Linked DNA regions of Bactrocera dorsalis: region 2 is linked to region 1. A link is a contact called in public Hi-C data. All regions are on one chromosome and are shown on one strand. The core of a region is the stretch at or near the end of the contact, and the rest is flanking DNA. Distances in the headings are between cores, read along the strand shown.

What was found. A called contact is a pair of places that touch in the nucleus more often than the background predicts.
Region 2: a contact with region 1 is called in a Hi-C map of whole body, with 4 times the contacts expected there. The contact joins the enhancer-like site here to the promoter of LOC105232472 in region 1. A contact is called at or near these places in 2 of 2 Hi-C or Micro-C datasets (both in whole body).

Annotation. Positions count from the first base shown.
Region 1 is chr1:2,680,392-2,683,696 of ASM2337382v1, forward strand. It overlaps LOC105232472 (serine-rich adhesin for platelets), which reads left to right and starts at 1,940. Exons shown (of 9, transcript XM_049458687.1): 1 at 1,940-2,570.
Region 2 is chr1:2,719,526-2,722,593 of ASM2337382v1, forward strand. All of the region lies in intron 1 of LOC105232472 (serine-rich adhesin for platelets), which reads left to right. Among protein-coding and RNA genes, the nearest start is that of LOC105232472, 39 kb to the left of the region's middle. Within about 2 kb of position 1,751, the one cell type or tissue checked has open chromatin away from gene starts, as enhancers often do.

The sequences.
Region 1 (3,305 bases), core at 690-3,189:
AGGTTCTAATGGTTTGCTTGAGGTTCATTGAATTATCTTGAAATATGTTACTGTTAAGTAAATTCAACTGACAACTGGCAACTGCAAAGCCGATGATCTAACTAGTGGTTCACATCGGAATGAAACCGAGTTGGATCTCCATTGCGTTCTAGCATTGGACTAATAAACACCCCTTTCTTACTGGACACTGTCCAGTGAATGACTGTCATGCGGTAGTGCTAAAATTCTTGCGGGATGCTAGTTGTTAAATTTGTATGGATTCATACTCCATATTCTGCTCCATTGTCCAGCCTTACCTTCGGCGAACCAGAAGTCATATCCAAAACTGACCTTGGCCAGCTCAACGAATTTGTGATCGGCTCAAAGCGCTTTGTCGATTTGTAAAGGTTTTATGATCCTTTATCTAAGAGTTTTAAGCTGTCCAAGTGAGATCCCTGTTAATATTGACCTCTTAACCTAACCTATTCTTGTTCCCTAAATATACCTCAAAATTTTATTCCTCTGACTAGAGCGCAATATTCATACGAAATCTCTCAACCTGCCTTTAGATCTTAGTAACATCTGAGGCGATCCCTGGTAGTGAACGAGGGCAATACTAATTATCTCCCGCCATCAAACAAACAGTCGTCGCACTCGCGACTGGGCTCCCACATTACTGTTGACAGTCATAACTTCGAAATCGTATATCATTTTGTCTAACTTGGAACTACTATTATATAAACCATAATGTTAGAAGCGATTGGTGAGATCTCAGGAGACAATGACATCTTAATGCACGATTTTTATACTAAGTGGTTGGTGAGATCTTAGAAGGAAATTAAATCTCTACGGACGATTCTCCTTAGAAGATCTTAGTAGGCAATGAAATTTCCACGGTCGTTTCTCAATAACGGTTTTTGAAATGTCTGGATATAGCTTGAGAATGTGTGCTTGCCAGCTCATTGTTCGAACTGTCCATTCCTATAGGTAAAAGCAGAGTTGCTAATTATCGTATCCTTCAATATTGATTATAAGACTGAACCGTTGTACAGCTATGAGGTATTTTCTATCTCAATTAAGTTTAATATATTCAAAATTTGTTTGATGAACTTCAATTTCATACAGCTTCATAGTCCATTAAGTTATGCTCTCAGCTTCTTATTTGCCATTATATTAATTCTTCCATTACGCTAACGAAGTCTTTGCCGTGTCATTGCCTTTGGCTAAGACTGGGCCAAACTCAAGCGAATTACCGACTGCTTCTTTGATTCTAACGATTTATCATTTTTTTGCTTTTTTCTTCTCACACCAACATCTACACACACACATATGTATGTATGTAGCTACCAAAAAGTCAATGTCATCGATTTCTCGTACCTCGTGAGCCACGATGGCTATTAGTGTGGCACGTACCGACTGCAAGAATTATGCTTAAGAATCAGGAATATCCAATGTGTGGCGCACTTAAACACGACCGCTTTTCGTCTAAGCCAACCAACCAGTTTCTTGGCGTGTCACAAAGCCCCACACGACCACAAAACCAAAGCTGCGCTTGAGGCCGAACGAACATGTTTGAGCGCAAACACGAACGAACACAGTTGCGAATGCAAAGGTGTGCGCGGAGCCACAGGTAAAGCCAGTCAGACAGCAGCCAACTCGTCACAACTGAGCATATTATGACATACGGGGGACCCGCGCGGGAAGTGCAAGGTAACAATGTTGCGGTGTGTTGGTGTTTGTGTATTGTCTTATGCTCGTCTTTCTTTGCAGCCAACAAGCGGGCAACGCGCCTAGACTTGTTGAAGCCGGTCTTTTCGGGCGGCCCGTAGCAGCTGAAGCAAGGTAAGTCTCGTGTTAAGAAAGTGCGCCGCGTCGCGCCGCGCCGGGAGAGTGTTTCAGCGTACGATCGATCTTACCAATGCAGTGCTCAGCGGTTCGAGCGTTTACTCGGAATTCAGTTACTTTTTAACGTTGAACTTAAGCGCAACTTGATTTTCGGAACACGTAGCCGCGTAGCCGCGAAGTTAATTTTGTATTTAGATCTAATAGAATGCGCGAGCGCGGGTACGAGAGTGCCATGCAGCACGAAGCAAACACATACATAGTGCATATAGTACATAAATCTTGAAAGCGACGTGTTCGAGGCAGAAAAATGCTTAAACAGATCCGTGTGCTGACGCTTAAGCATAAAAGTAATTGTTTAAGAAGTGAGAAATCCAATAAGAAAATATTGAATAAGTGAAGAATAGTGTTTCAAAGCTCAAAAGCAAAGATAAATCGTTAAAAAAATGTAAATAAAAAACTAAAAAATGTGCAAAATATATCAATAAGTGTGAATATTATAATAATTATTTTGTATAACAACTAAACTAAGTTTGTGCTAAGCTTATTTTTTATATACACAACACTTCCATATGTCAAATTAACAGTTATTGCCATTATTTCGTGTGCTAAATCGCTTGTGTAGTCTTCCTCAACTGGCTCAGTCACTAAATTTGGCCGTCTGTGCAAGCAATTGCGTCTCAAAACCGCTGGCTGGCATTTACGAATATCTGCAAGAAATGAAAAAGGTGCTAATTACACATTTCGAGGTGTGTGCAAACGCAAATTCGTCAGCAATGCTTTATATAAATAAGTGAAAGGCCTCAAATAATTTGCAGTTACAACAAATAAAATTTCAAAATAACAGTACTAATTCAACATTTTCCATTCATAACTTAAATTTTCAAAACTTCACATAATATTAAACAATAAGAGTATTTCACTAACCGTCTCAACTAAACATAAGTAACTAAATTTCAACTTTAACTAAAACACCTGCACTGCGAAAATCTGAAAAAATCTCAAAAAGCGAGTTCTAAACATCACATCAACTTCAGCAACAGCACTTGGCATTGAAATAAAACTCTAACCCTTCATATTCCATCAAAAAACACTTCTATCATTTTGGAAGCATTTTTATGTGGATTTACGAAACGGATATCCCAAATGAGATTTCATACTAGCGACTAACGGATATTTTTTACGTTATCTTCAAGCGATAATGTCAAATAAGTAAGTAGAAGTTGTGATTACTATGGTATTATACATTTTTATTATTATTTTTTTATTGTTTTTTTACTTAAGAACTTGTTTTTTTATGGCATTAATTTATGTCAACACACTTTAAATTTTTTTAAATTTCTTTTATTCGTTTTTTTTTTGTTTTATTGGTTTCTTAAATTTCGTTTTTTTTTGGGGTTATTTTTTATTAATTTTTTTTTTAACTTAAATATTTGTTTTTTTTTATATTTTAATTTTTTTAGTGTTGTTTTCTTTAATACATA
Region 2 (3,068 bases), core at 501-3,000, 39 kb after region 1:
CCAGTGTTATATGTACATACATATATACATAGTTCAATATAAATGTAAAAAAAATTAGTTTACGTTTGATTAGAACTTATTTTTCGACTACCCAATATATTGATTATGTGAAGCGCTTTTACCCAACAATGAAAGGTGACGCCTCCATAGAGAAGCAACAAGGCAAAAAATAAACTGCGGCTAACTCTTCGCTGATTTAAGCTTTAGATCATTTTCTTCCTGCTCCTAAAGCATTCACCTTAACCTCTTCAGACTTTTGTCTGAAACCACAATAATTAGGCTGTTCACGATAAGGTGGTTATCGGGTTATGTGATTAAGTAAACAACAACAAAATGCGGTATGACAAAATAACCAAATTTGACCAACCTAGGCCCTTGTTTACAGATTACGTGGTTGTTTGCTTATTTCCAGTGTTAGAAAGTCGTTGGAATTTTACTAAATGGCAGCACAAAAAATAAATAAAACTAAGCGAATGGCATTTCCATTTAGATTTTCTTATTGGAAAATCTACTATTAACAGCTGTTTTTTGTTTACAATCAGCAAATTATGCGAGATGTCTGCAAATTTTATACAAAGAATTTTTTGAACCCTTAAAATTCGGATTATTTAATGAGCACATACCTTCAATAAAGTCCATTTCCTGAATAGCAGAACTTATTTTAAATTCGATTATTTTGCTTTTTAAACTTTGTTTAGGCATTTTATAAGTTGGAGTTTCATTGAACTAAAATTGTAAACAATGAACAGCTGTTTGTGTAAAAATAAGCAAATAACCATACAACATAGGGTGCTCACGGAGCATAGAGGTTATTTTTAATCTAATAATCACATAACCCGATAACCACCTTACCGTGAACAGCCTAAATGTTTCTCTCTATACAGTTGAATCCGCTTGCTATTGAAAACATTATTTAATAAATAAATAAATACATGATTTGAGCTCATCAATATGCCGAGTGTTCATCAAAATACATTTTCGAAAAACCATAAAAAAGTACGTGATTATTTTTAGCCTAGACAACTACATATTATGAGCTACTGTGTGCATAAATATCTATACATATGTATGTACATATGTATGTATGTGTGCGCTGCAGCTAGCAAGCTTGTGTAATAAATATGCATAATAATTATGGAAAATAAAACAGTGATAAATAAATTAAATGCATAAAAACATTGACACTTCATACGTGATTTTGTTTGTATGCACTTTAATACAACAACATATACACACAGACATGAGAGTAATTGTGTATAAAAAGATCGTAAAACAATTACGCTGCAAACGCTGGGAAAATTAAACTGCATTACAATTGAAACCTGAACCAAATTATTAGCTACATACATACATACATTAAGGTAAATATATAAATTATATACATACATATATACATATGGATATAAGCACATATAAGGCATATTATGTTTATATGTATGTGGGTTTAAGCACTTAGACAAAGCTACAGCGTTGCAGCTGGCGATTCAGATCGCTCGAATCATGTTACATACTTATAGACACACTTAAAAACATACCTCCATACCTTCATACACATATATATACATTTACAAGAGGCTCCAAGTAAGCACAAACAAAAGCCCGTGTAATTTTACACCGCTCGCGGCGTAAAACGATTCAATTGCAAAGCTTCAATTTATCTCAGCTACTACTCTTACAAGCATTTGCATATAACGCCGCAGACAAACAAACATTTGCCGTCTATTTACATATGGCGAGCGTCACTGGCGGTCAGTTACAGCGTCGCGATCCATTTAATTCCGGCGAACGTGATCGGAATGAGCGTTTGTTCGAATGCATAAGTGCACAGCAAATCGATCGTTAAGTGAGAAAATACAAAAAAAAAAACGTATAACAATAACAACAGCGCATGCGCAATTACTTGTGTTTGTAGAAGCAAACCGGGCGGGCAAGACAGCAAAAAGGTGTAAAAATACATGAAATTGAAAAGAAAACAATTACTACACTTGCATATATAAGTATATATGTAAATAGCTGAGTGATTCATTAGACATTCGCGTTTGTGAGCTCCATGTGTCGCTGTCAGCTGTTCGCCATGTCTGGGAACTTCGCAGAATTCACGCGCCCACATTGCGTACTTTGTAAGGCGAGATATCGTCACACGATTGGCAAGCTGGGCGTTAATTGAAAAAATAACAATAACAAGAGTATTGTAATGCAAATTGGGCGCATCACTCAGATCAATCTGAATTGTAATCTGCTCTTAGTCATATAAACTTTCGCGTTTCCACATAAAACGATTCAAACAACAAAAGGCGGCGTCTTTTACTAACTCAAGAGGTGTGGAAATAGTCCTTGTTGAATATATGCTTCCAAAAAGAAGGAGTTAGTTACGTTAACCAGTAATCACCATTTATTAAATCAACTGGCGAAGGTGATTTTACCTTTGAAAAGCTGTTAAGAGGTTACATGGGTTGCCTCGTGTAAAAAACAGCATTTTTTCAACAATTTTTTATCATATAAAAAATTAAATATTTTTTTAGAATTTTTTATTGTTAAAAATATACACTATTAACAAAGAAATTCTGAAACTTTCTGGAAAGTTATCTTTAGTTAAAACCTTAACTTAGAAATTGGACGAAGGAAACAAACTGAAGATTGAATTTTTGGCAGACATTTTTTACAAAAAAAAATTTCGCGACTTTTTTTTCAAATAGTTTAGTCGAAAAAGAATACTTCGTTCAAGTCTTTAAGAATTGTATCTCAAATACCTGTGTAAAAGTTCAACTTGAGATCCAAATGAATGAACTCACATTTCTGAAACAAGGGTATAAGTAAGTGCATAAGAGCATCTATAACTTGTGATCTAATTGAGTTCAGAATGCCCCTGCCTTTGGCTAAGTAATCAACAAAGAATTTCATTTATGTATCATTTAAAGAGGGGAATTGAAATGAAATGGAATGCGATTTAGTTCTGTTTCAATACTCACGAACACTGAAGAGCTTTTCTTTAAGTCAGTCAGTTCGAATTGATACCTATTTACCATGACTATATAAGGGCCATATACCCTTAAAAAGTAAAATGAGTA